3 separate regions of the Sus scrofa genome follow, and all the other regions are linked to region 1. A link is a contact called in public Hi-C and HiChIP or PLAC-seq data. All regions are on one chromosome and are shown on one strand. Each heading gives the region's core, a stretch centred on a gene start, on an enhancer-like site or on the middle of the called end of the contact. The rest is flanking DNA. Distances are from core to core; before and after follow the strand shown.

Evidence for each region. A called contact is a pair of places that touch in the nucleus more often than the background predicts. HiChIP or PLAC-seq counts read pairs in DNA pulled down with a chosen protein or histone mark.
Region 2: a contact with region 1 is called in a Hi-C map of retroperitoneal adipose tissue, with 1.7 times the contacts expected there. The contact joins two enhancer-like sites. A contact is called at or near these places in 3 of 47 Hi-C or Micro-C datasets (heart right ventricle, retroperitoneal adipose tissue and skeletal muscle) and 1 of 2 datasets of contacts at active chromatin or transcription factors (skeletal muscle).
Region 3: an H3K27ac HiChIP or PLAC-seq map of skeletal muscle shows a contact between it and region 1. The contact joins two enhancer-like sites. A contact is called at or near these places in 3 of 47 Hi-C or Micro-C datasets (embryonic fibroblasts, mesenteric adipose tissue and retroperitoneal adipose tissue) and 1 of 2 datasets of contacts at active chromatin or transcription factors (skeletal muscle).

Annotation. Positions count from the first base shown.
Region 1 is chr1:104,831,573-104,835,089 of Sscrofa11.1, reverse strand. All of the region lies in intron 8 of TCF4 (transcription factor 4), which reads left to right. Among named protein-coding and RNA genes, the nearest start is that of TCF4, 250 kb to the left of the region's middle. Within about 2 kb of position 2,024, at least 21 of the 83 cell types and tissues checked have an H3K27ac peak or open chromatin away from gene starts, as enhancers often do. A contact at or near this core is called in retroperitoneal adipose tissue and skeletal muscle, where this site is marked.
Region 2 is chr1:105,003,735-105,007,133 of Sscrofa11.1, reverse strand. All of the region lies in intron 3 of TCF4 (transcription factor 4), which reads left to right. Among named protein-coding and RNA genes, the nearest start is that of TCF4, 74 kb to the left of the region's middle. Within about 2 kb of position 1,708, at least 28 of the 83 cell types and tissues checked have an H3K27ac peak or open chromatin away from gene starts, as enhancers often do. A contact at or near this core is called in retroperitoneal adipose tissue and skeletal muscle, where this site is marked.
Region 3 is chr1:104,611,043-104,614,686 of Sscrofa11.1, reverse strand. No RefSeq gene overlaps it. Among named protein-coding and RNA genes, the nearest start is that of CCDC68, 140 kb to the right of the region's middle. Within about 2 kb of position 1,341, at least 3 of the 83 cell types and tissues checked have an H3K27ac peak or open chromatin away from gene starts, as enhancers often do. A contact at or near this core is called in skeletal muscle, where this site is marked.

The sequences.
Region 1 (3,517 bases), core at 775-3,274:
CTTTGAAACAGGACATCAGGCCAAGATGTCGGAGTCCTCCTAATACAATTCTCTCTGCAAATAATTTGTTTATGGCTAAATCAGCCCTGCTTCTAAGTGATAAGGAGATACATGCTTCTTATTTCATATTCTATCAGTGTCACTCTGTAATTGGTCAGAAGCGGGACTCCCGAGTGATGCAGTGGTCTACCTCTGTAGGGCTGGCTCTGGTACTCATAAAAAGAGATGGCAAGGCCTGAGGTTTGGGCTTCATCTGACAAGACGAAGATGCCTTGACTAGGTGGGTGTGTGTGGCAGTTTATTTCCCTTCTGAAAGTAAAACAGAGTTCGATTTGTTTAGGAATGTTTAGATCCATTTCTAACATTGAACAGGACTATTTATACAGATGTTTTCAGGGAAAGTCAAAGAATCGGGGGATGCTGGCCTTTGCTGCCTTGTACTGTGTTTCTTTCAAAAAAAAAAGTATTCTTGCTGGTCAGCTATGGGAAACCTAAACCAATTTTTTTTTTTTTTTTTAAAGAAGGGCTGATTTGTGAACTCGTGCATTTAAAGGAAAAAGAAAAATCTGCCAAAGTGGGAGGAGGAGAGAGAGAGAGAGCATGACCAATACATTTCACAACAGATATCTCTTCCCAGACAGTTTTAAGGCACCGCAAACCCAGGCCCTGCTCCACGGTAAATTCCTCTCGAAAGGTCCCTTTTGGCTGGACTTCTTCCTGGTGTCCCCAGGCAGACACACATGCTTTCCCAGGGACAGACCCTTCTCTGGGAAGTGGGAGAGAAGAGACCCCTCAGAGCTACCCGATATTTGTAGTCATTGCCACCTTGTGGATTACAAAGGACATTGGTTTGCATCAAACTTCCATTTCAGTTTGGCTTTTTATGGCAAGTGCTCTTTGGCAGTGGATTGCTGAGTTCCTCACCAAAAGGATCCTGGTTTGTTCAGCAACACCTCACTTCTCTCCTCACAGTTCATTTATGATTCTGATGAGAGTGTTTTTTCAGGAAACACACATTTCACTTTTTGACCTAGGAGCATCTGTTAGAATTTTTTTTTTTAATACTACTTTGGCATTCTGAAAGTGTTAATGTCTCTCCTATCTGTTTAATGCTATTTAGGGATATTTATGATCACCTCTTGGTTACTCAGGGTAAAGTGTGTCGCAATTTTTTTTAAACAGACAGGAAAGCATTCACATGAGGAAACAGATTGCTTTAAACATGTGCTTCCTGTGACAGTAAAAAGAACAAATTAGATTTAACACTGTGTAATGAATGCATGAATGTGTATATTTAAGCTTTTCAAAGCTTTATGTTCAGTTCTGGTCACAAGTAAAATTGAGTCACCTGTAAAAATTAAAGATGCCTCGGTTATTCTCAGATTCCTGAAATGTCTGGGAATTGAGCTTCTCACCTGAGGCTGCCTCACTGGAATCATGAAGAGTAGGCTCTGTTAATGCTGGAGAGGAGAACGTTACTGGCACATTCAGGGGTTAAAGCAGGTTAGAGTCAGATTCTGTGCCTTTAGCGAAGAAAGCAGATTTGTTGGATGTCGTGGGGTGGGGGTGGGGGGAGCAGCAAGGCAGCATTTTCTTGCTGTCTTCCTCCCTCTCTGAGAATCAGTGAAAATAACCTATTCTTCTGCACTCCAAATTGTCCTCTTAGATGAAAGAAAAAAGAAGAGAATCTGAGGTTGACTTCATAGCATCTACTAAGATTTAATTACATAAGAAAAGGAGTCCTTTTCTTATGTAATTCACTTTGGGCTCCTGTAGGCTGCCTGGCAGGGAGTGAATAGAATATAGGTTCATATTTCCAGTTAGACACAAGGATTGAATTGGAGGGCATGAATCCTCTCCCCCAGAAGAGGCTCTCCTTGCCATTTCTGGCTGAGCCCCGTGGATGGTGCGTTTCCTTCCCCTGTGCTTTTCAAAGCTGAGGATTTGTGGCAGTCTCGCCACCTCTCTGGCCAAGGAAGGCCAGGACAGAGTCCCTCGGGGGAGGGCACAGAGTTCAGGGACATCTGACACTCTTGTGTCGCATACTGAGGTACTAATATCAAAACAGACTGCTTGTCCCCGCACGGTAGGGCAGTGCTTTTTTTGGCTGCCGTGGTCGAAACGAAATGGGCAAGCTGTAGCCCGCTTGGCATCAGAAGGGGCTAAGGGAAGCTGGGAGATCAGAGTCAGACTGTGAATAAAAGTAACAGCCAATGGTTAACTTCCTTTTTGTGTGTCACTTGGCAGCGATGAGACTGATGGCGAGTTTTTTTTTTTTTTTTTTAAACGTGGGTGAGAGTTCAGTGCCCTAGGAAGAGCCGTAGATGCTGTCATTGTGCTTCCTTATACAGTTGACTTGCGTTGATTTCTTGAGGCCACTACAGCTGTTCCTAGTGCCAGCTCCGGGAGCTGTATACATGGCCCGTCGGACTTCGGCTGAAAAAGGTAATCAGATGAGAGGTGATCCACACAGAATCTCGCTGCTGATTACTAGGAAGTCACCAGGAAATCAGATTCTCGCAGAAGGCAGTGGTGCCAAAGGATCAGATAGGCACTTGAATGGATGTTCCCTTGTATGCAGACATCCAAAAATCTTTTAAAATTGTACAACTCCACACCCCTCATCTCCCATCAAAGATTCAGATCAGTTTTGGATTATCTGGAAAATGCAGTGCTAACAGAGCTGGGTTGAAGTCAGATGAAATTAACTGCTGCTTTTTGGGAGAGGTTGTGGTTCTTGGGCTAGTCGCATTGTTATTTTTTATTTTTTTATTTTTTTGAAGGGTTCATTGGAAGGGAGTTGGGGAGAATTTCTAACCTCCCTCAAGATTTTCCTCCCATTTCTCTGTTTGCAGAGAGCTAGCTGTTCCCCAAAGGCGAAAAGAGCGAGTTGCCATCTTGAGCAGGGAATTGTGTATTTAGTGTGCACCAAATGGTCTCAAAGTTAGCCTGAAATTTTCAATATATCTAGTTGCTTTCATATCCTATTTATCCCCCCTAACCATTTGTACAAGATATCAGTAGGATGACCAACTTCTGACAACCCTAAAAGCAGGGAAGGAAGCTTAGAAATAGAATACCATTTGTCTGGTAATTAGAGTGTATCTCTTAAGAGTTCGAGAGAATTCTGATTAACCTTTCTGTTCCCACATTCTCACATAAAATTAGCACACCTTTTAAATTATTATCTAGTATTTAAACACACATTTTTGAGCCTTCTTCATGCAACAGGTTCTGGAGACACTAAAAGTGTGTTATAGGTTTCTAAAAAACTTCATTTTTCTTACATTTTAAATGTTCTGTTTGTGCAAAATTTCGAGAATCACCATAAGGGCTTCTTTGCATTTTTAATTTAGTAACTAACATATGAATAAATTTGCATATTAATTAGTTGCAGATTAAATCATGCATACATAATTGCCTCCTTACTGTGTTTAATGTTTGTCAAAATCTCCAGCCTGGTTTGATGGATGTCGTATGAAAGATTACAATTTGATGTACCCTTGGAAGTATTTAC
Region 2 (3,399 bases), core at 459-2,958, 170 kb before region 1:
TCCATGCCTTTTAATTATTGTTAAAATTCTTATTTGGAAGTTATTTGCAGAAATTTCAAACAGTTATAAAGAGAATAGTATAATAAACTGCCATATATCCATTATTATACAGCTTTGATAATTATGAACATTCTGTCATTTTTGAATCCATTATACATCACACTCCCCACCCATACTTGAATTTAATTAATTTGAATAATAGATTATGAGAAACTTGAAATTAGGAACTATATATAAACTTTATTCAGTTTTTTCTGACTAAATATAATATATCTTCTTTGTGGAGATATCCAATATTAATATTTTGAAGACTGAAGATTCTAATTTTTGTTTTTAAAAACTTAATATGAAATGTGTATATTACTTTTTAACATTTTATCATGAGCATTTTTCCAATGTTCTTAGACATTTTCAAAAACATGATCTTTTAAAGGCAGCATCATATCCCATCATAGGTTCTTCCAAAATTTATTTAAACAGTTTCCTGTTGACCACTGTTTGGAACAGCCTTGTCTTTAAATACTTGTCTTCATTTACAAAGATATTAGGATAGTTTCCTAGGGAATTATTAGGTGAAAGGCTCTTTACATATCTTGTCAAATTGCTGTCTAGGAAGGCTGTGCCACTTTGCATTATTTTTATCTTATTAAGTTGGTATTGAAAAATCTGGTATCTGATTGTTTTTGTTTTAAAGTAGGTATTTTCTGGATTATTAATGACATTGGACATTTTTCAGGATCATGATTCTTATTATTTCATGTGTTAAATAAGGTGTTATCTGGAATTGCAGTGAATGCTACATGTCAATTAATTTAGCTCCAAATCTAATGCTTTGTAGTGATAATCAATTATTTTTAGTTTTTCACAAATCAGCTTTTGCTGTCTTTGTAACCAAAATGTCTGCCTAAGTGCAAATTACATTAGTTGAGAGTTAGTCTTATTTTACTTTTTGAGTATTATTTTTCAAAGCTGTCATTCTGTATAATTTTCTCCCTTTATATCATATAACTTTATTGAGAAGTGTAATTCTGCCTGGAATTATTTAGCTTTAGGTAAAACTTCTTTGTCTAAGAAATAGACTCTCAGGTATAAATACATTTTTGTTTTAAAAAATATTTTATTTAGGCCAAAGTTTTAAATCACTCATTGTATTTGACTGAATTTATAGTGTATTTAACCTTCATTCTGGAATACATTTTAAAACTCTCTTTTTAAAGTGCTTAGTGCAATTTTTATATGAAGTAAAATAAAAGTTGCCATTTTCACAAGTGAGTGTTTTAGTGGTAAGGCTGCTCTTTTGCTGTGTGAAATTTCCAAACTCCAGCATAGGGATTGAATGAAAATATTTATATTAATAAAGCAGCATAGGTAAATATTTTCAATTTCAGAAAAAAAGCAGAAAATGCCTCTTTCTTTCCTGTTGGAGTTACTTTATTATCTAAATCTAGGTTGTAAATCCACAAGTAAAACCAGCATTTTATTAGAATCTCATGCCATTCGTTCCATCTAATCAAATCATACCTCGCTGAACTATGTTCAAATACGTTGAAAAATAATTTACTGGCGTTGTGTTGAAAAAGAATATTAAAAGTATATGTGCGGTGTAGAGGAAACACTCAAAACAGATCTACCCAGACATCAACAGGATATTATTACCCCAAAGAAATGACGACAGTTTGCCAGCTAGATGCGTAGAGGAAGGAAATTTACAAACATCTCCAAGAGAGGCATGTTGAGGGGTTGAAGGAAATGAGGCACGTCCTGCTTTTATTGTGCTTATTGGAGTGGGATTCCCAGAAGACTGAACAAGGCTGTCCTGAGACCTCTGTTTGGCAAGGATCTTGTTGACTCATATTTTATTTTTGTTTCAGTAAAGGTCTGCTATTGTTCAATTTTCTACTGTGGCTTATAAACACAGAGCCAATATCATTTCCCCATCTATTGACTGATGTTTACAAATAAATGAAAATCTGCCGTCATCATTAACTCATGTTCTGTTTCCACTAAGCAAAGAAGAGGAACAGAGACGTCTCCTTAAAAGATGGACCTTTTACGTGGAGATCTCAGTTCACGTTGTATTTCAGAGTTTGCACGTTGTGTTTCAGAGTCTTAATCACCTGATATATTGGGGGAATTTATTACTTCCTTTTCCTATGGAAGAGGAAAAAGGAGATAAATATTTACAGAACCTGGGTTTCAAAAGCCTGCTTTTCGATTAAAATGTTTGATCTCTCAATGTCTGAGTCCTCTGCTTATAAGTTGAATCACTGGACCTTTATGTCTGAGATCATAAGACTTTCAGTTGGAAATGCCTGGTTTAGAGTAATGAATTCTTATGATGCTTTGAAATATTTAAAAAATTTCTGTCAAGTTGTACACTGAAATGGGAAATATTATAAACATTTCTGCTTGTTTTCGCTCTTTTTCTTGTATTTATCAAAATGCTGAGTGTCATAAATCTCTCTAGACAGAGAAGTACGGGAATGGAAATCTTTGGTTTTCTGCTGTGACTCAGTCTGAGGGGCAAGCGGAAGGCTATCTCTGGAGTTTTAGGTTATGAATTTGTCCCCTTAATTCTGAGTCAGAAGATGTGGTAACTGTCACTCTTATTCACTGAGTGACACCACACTTGGCTTTTTGTTTAGAAGACATTTAAAGGAGACACACATGAAAGGGAAAAATGGTGTGAGAAAGTGGAAGGCTAATGTTGGTTAAAATCTGGTTTTGCTTTCATTTCTTTTATTTATTCCTTAGGATGATTGCTTTCGATAATTTTTTTTTCCCCAGTCATTTTAATGTCTGAAAAATTCCAAAGAGAACTGTTATTTCAGCCCTTCAAAGGTATGTTTCAGGGTGAAGATAGGGACTGATCACCAAAGGAATTTCCCTGGCGGGAGTCCTAACATTTTAACTTCCCATGATTTTTTTTTCACCCTCTTTTCCTTTTATTTTTGGCTCTGACTCCCAGGAATGTCTGGTTTAAAGGAATTCCCATGGGAGGCAGGTTTGGATGATGTTGAAGGTTCTCCAGGTGCTTCTGAGGCAGGATTTTGAGAAATGATGTTCATTGAGAGATAAGCCGCGATTGTTCTAGTGCAAAGGGGCTGAGGATTTGGGGGCAGTCATTTCTGGATGTCACATTAGGCCACTGGAGGTTCTGTCCCTGATGGTCTGAGTTGCCTGTAAACTATTTGTTAGAGGTGGTCATTCCCTTAGCTCTCCAGTTTTCTAGGAGAACTTACTTTGGTAAATTCTGACTGATGGCCTCTTTTACATACTCTATTGGCAGGGGGTGTCAAATATTTTCTGAGTAGTTTTCTACACAGTGGATTAAGGCTAAAAAAATAGGTAGTAGAACCAGCATTTGAGCTGAGTATTTGTGGTGGCGATGGTGGTGGT
Region 3 (3,644 bases), core at 92-2,591, 220 kb after region 1:
GTGCCAGGGACTTGGATAACCATTTCTATCATTTCTAGGCTCTAAACAGACTCAAACAAGACCAGTTAGTTAGTTCCTGGTTTCTGAGGAGTCAAGGATCCTGTTTAGATGTGAGTTCACGGAAACGGAGTTAATAGGGTTTCTCAGTCGCTGGGAAAAAAAAAATGCCTTCACTTTAAGAAAGAAGACAAAAAAGTATGTGACCAGTCTGGTAGTCAATTCCAGTGTGTGTTTGGAGCAGGAGGGGGACCGCTCTGAATGTCCAAGGGCAGCGGGCACACAGTCAGGCAGCACAGAGCTGGGACCAAGGCCTCCTGACCAGGGAGAGGTGCAGACAGCAGGCAGCACTTCCATGCGCAGCCCGAGACTCATTTCTGTACCTGGCCCAGCCTCCCAACCCCATCAGCTGTCAAGTTGCTGGGAGAAAAGTGCTATGAAGGCAATGGGACTCATCTCCTTCTAGCTGTTATTCTATGCTACTATGGTCATGACTTCTGTTTAATATATTCTGACCGGCAACAGCATCTCAGTGCTCGGCAGACCACAGAACTGAGCATGGCTGTTGCTGTTATACAATAGTCTGAAATTTTAAATCTACAGACCCAGGATCCTCAGAGAAGGAAGGGAAGGCTCTGAAGAGTAAACAGCAGGGGGTACGTCCTCAGTCCACGATTTGGTAACCTTGATCTCAGGCCTCGTCCAGAGGACTCTCTGCCCAAATTGCCCCAGAGGACATCGATTTCTTTTCTTCCTCCCTTCTTCCCTCCCTTTCCTTCCCTTTCCTTCCCTTCCCTTCCCCTTCTCCTTCCTTCTTTCCTTCCTTCCTTCCTTCCTTCCTTCCTTCCTTCCTTCCTCTTTCTTTCTTTCTCTCTCTCTTTTTTCTTTCTTTCTCTCTTTCTGCCACTACCAAGGCATGTGGAAATGCCTGAGCCAGGGATTGAACCAGCACCACAGTAATGACCTGGGCTGCTGCAGTGATAATGCCGCTGCGCCACAATGGACCTCCTAGGACACTGATTTTGGACACCTTAAGAAAGTCTTTTCAAAACCAGCGAGAATTCAGAAATGACTTGATGGGCTTAAGAATTTAGTTTGTTTTGGCTATTGGCAGATTGCAGAGAGAAGGGACCCCATGACAAATTAGGATCAATAATCACTGGAAATATCACATTTCCCATTTTGCTAATAAGCAAGTCACTGGGAGACTAACAGCCGACAAGAGCTCAGTCCAGACTTTGCCTGGCATTTCTAGCATCCCAAATTAGCAGCAAGTGTCATCAAGCATACAGGAGGAATTCCAGAGGAACCAAATCATTGCTCTCCAAATAGATGGAGAGAGGATGTAGTGAGGGGTCAGAAGTGGAGAGGACAGGCACAGGAAACCTTTGTGGTGTCATTTCTGTCCCAGAACAGGATGCCGGAAGGTGAGGGGTCAAAGCAAAGGGAAGTCTAACATCATAGTACAAAACGTAATCAGGAATGATTGGATTTTAATTGTTTCATTCTTCAGGGCAAGTGCTGCATGATCACTTAGCCATTGAATCTCTATTGTTTTACATTTCTTAAAGTTTATTTTTAATTTAAAGTCAGTAAATGAAAGGTTCAACAAACAAAAGTAGAGGTGGGGGAGAAGTCAAGGAGGAGCTTGTTAAAAAATGCAAACACTGAGGGACTTTTCTTTCTTTTCTCTCCTTTTTTTAAAATTTTCCCACTGTACAGCAAGGGGATCAAGTTATCCTTACATGTATACATTACAATTACATTTTTTTTTCCCCAAGAGGGACTTTTCTGTTGGACTCTCTCAAGCTGCTTCTTCCACTGGATATCTGGGTTGTAATTTGGAGCTTCAGCTCTGGCTTTGGCCCTATGCAGCTTCCTTGGATGTCCAGTCTTACCAAGTTATCTTTCTATAAACTCTCTTCACCTTCTGGTGGTACATAAAGAAGGACTCTTCAGCTGGCCAAAGAGGGAGTAGAAACTTTCAGCATCCCTTGGATTACCTGAGGTTCCCCTCACCCCAACAATTCCAGATGCTTAGAACTAACAAGCAGTTCATTGATAGTGTCAATATCAATGGTAAAGAAACCACGAATGATATCTCTCTTTACAAGTGAATTTCCCATGGACGATCCCAGTCTATATCCACCAGGGAGAAAGCGCACATGGCTCAGGTAACAACATGCAGAGTCACATGTCCCCAGTAGCTAGAGTGTTGGGGGTTGGAGAAAAGAGTTCACAAACCTGACCTCGGAATGTGGAAAGCTCTCAGTCTCTGAAAGTGTTCTCCCAGGTGGATGCAGCATCGTGTTCCAAGTTCTTCCAGGATCCTCCAAAATCAATGTGAAGTTCTTTGGAAAAACTTGCATGGTGTTCAGAGGGTGCCCATCTGCTATCGCCCTGACTGTCTGCATTTTAATTTTTGAACTCTAGTCCAGGAAACCTTCCTCAAACTCCACTCCATTCCCTGACAGAGTACGGGAAACTCCACCTTGGGACTTTTTTGTACTCGTGTTCTCCCATATCCTCAGGATGGCACTAAAACTGGGACTACAAGAGCTGCATGTAGGCATGACACATGATGGGAAATGATGGGCTCTGTCAGATGGATGGTACCCCCAGTACCTCCCATGGGCAGGTCTAGCCACTCAGCCCTAGCAGTAGAGCTGGGCTATTTTCTGAATATAAGAACCATAAGGATACCTAGACTGTCTTTAGAGAACTTAGCTATTATACCCTCACCTCTCAGGTCAACTTAATGGCAAAGATTTAAGAAGGGAAAACATGATTCATTTGTTTTCATTCACTAGACAAAAACCTATTGGATACCTACTCTGGGCCAAGCACTCTGCTGGATTCTGGGAATATAAGAGTTAGCAAGACAGATATTTGTCTGTCCTATGGATAAAACACAATAAATAAATAGGATGATTTCAAGTTACGATCAGTGCTATGAAGGTAACCAGCAAGGGACAGAGGTAGAGAGGACGGAATACTTTAGCTGGGTGGTCAAGTTCTGCTTACAGAAGTGGCCTTTAACTTGAAAAGAATGAGAAAGAGTTTTGTAGGCAAAAAATGGGGAGGAGAGGGAGAGAGCACTGCAGGGAAAACAAACAGCATGTGTATGGCTTAAGGTGAGAAAGCTTGTGTGTTCCAGGAACTGGATGAAAGAACCTAGCAGAGGGTTATGACCCAAGAGTGGGAACAAAGACTGGCAAGATAAGCAGGGGCCTGATTGAGGATGGCCTTAACTTCTAGAGTGGGAAGTTTGGTTTAATTCTTAATGAGGTGGAAATCTATCGAAGAGTTTTGATTAGGGCTTATCAGATACATGAAGGGAAGTGAAGTGATACAATTAATGGCACCTTGTTTGTGTTTCTTCATTGAGGATAGATTGGATGAGTGTGAAGAGAAGCAGAGAGACCAACTGGGAGCTGTGGCCGGGACCCACATGAAGGGGAGGGCGGCTTGGACTAGTACCGGGCAGTGGAGGTGGAGAGAAGTAATATAACTAATTTCAGTCAACCAGGTGTTCGATCCAAATCATGCCAAATGATTTTATTGTCCTCTTCTCCTATTTTACCTTCCAAATATTTTTGCATAAAGCCAAATGGAAAAATAAGAGGGGGAAAACAATTAAGGGGTAA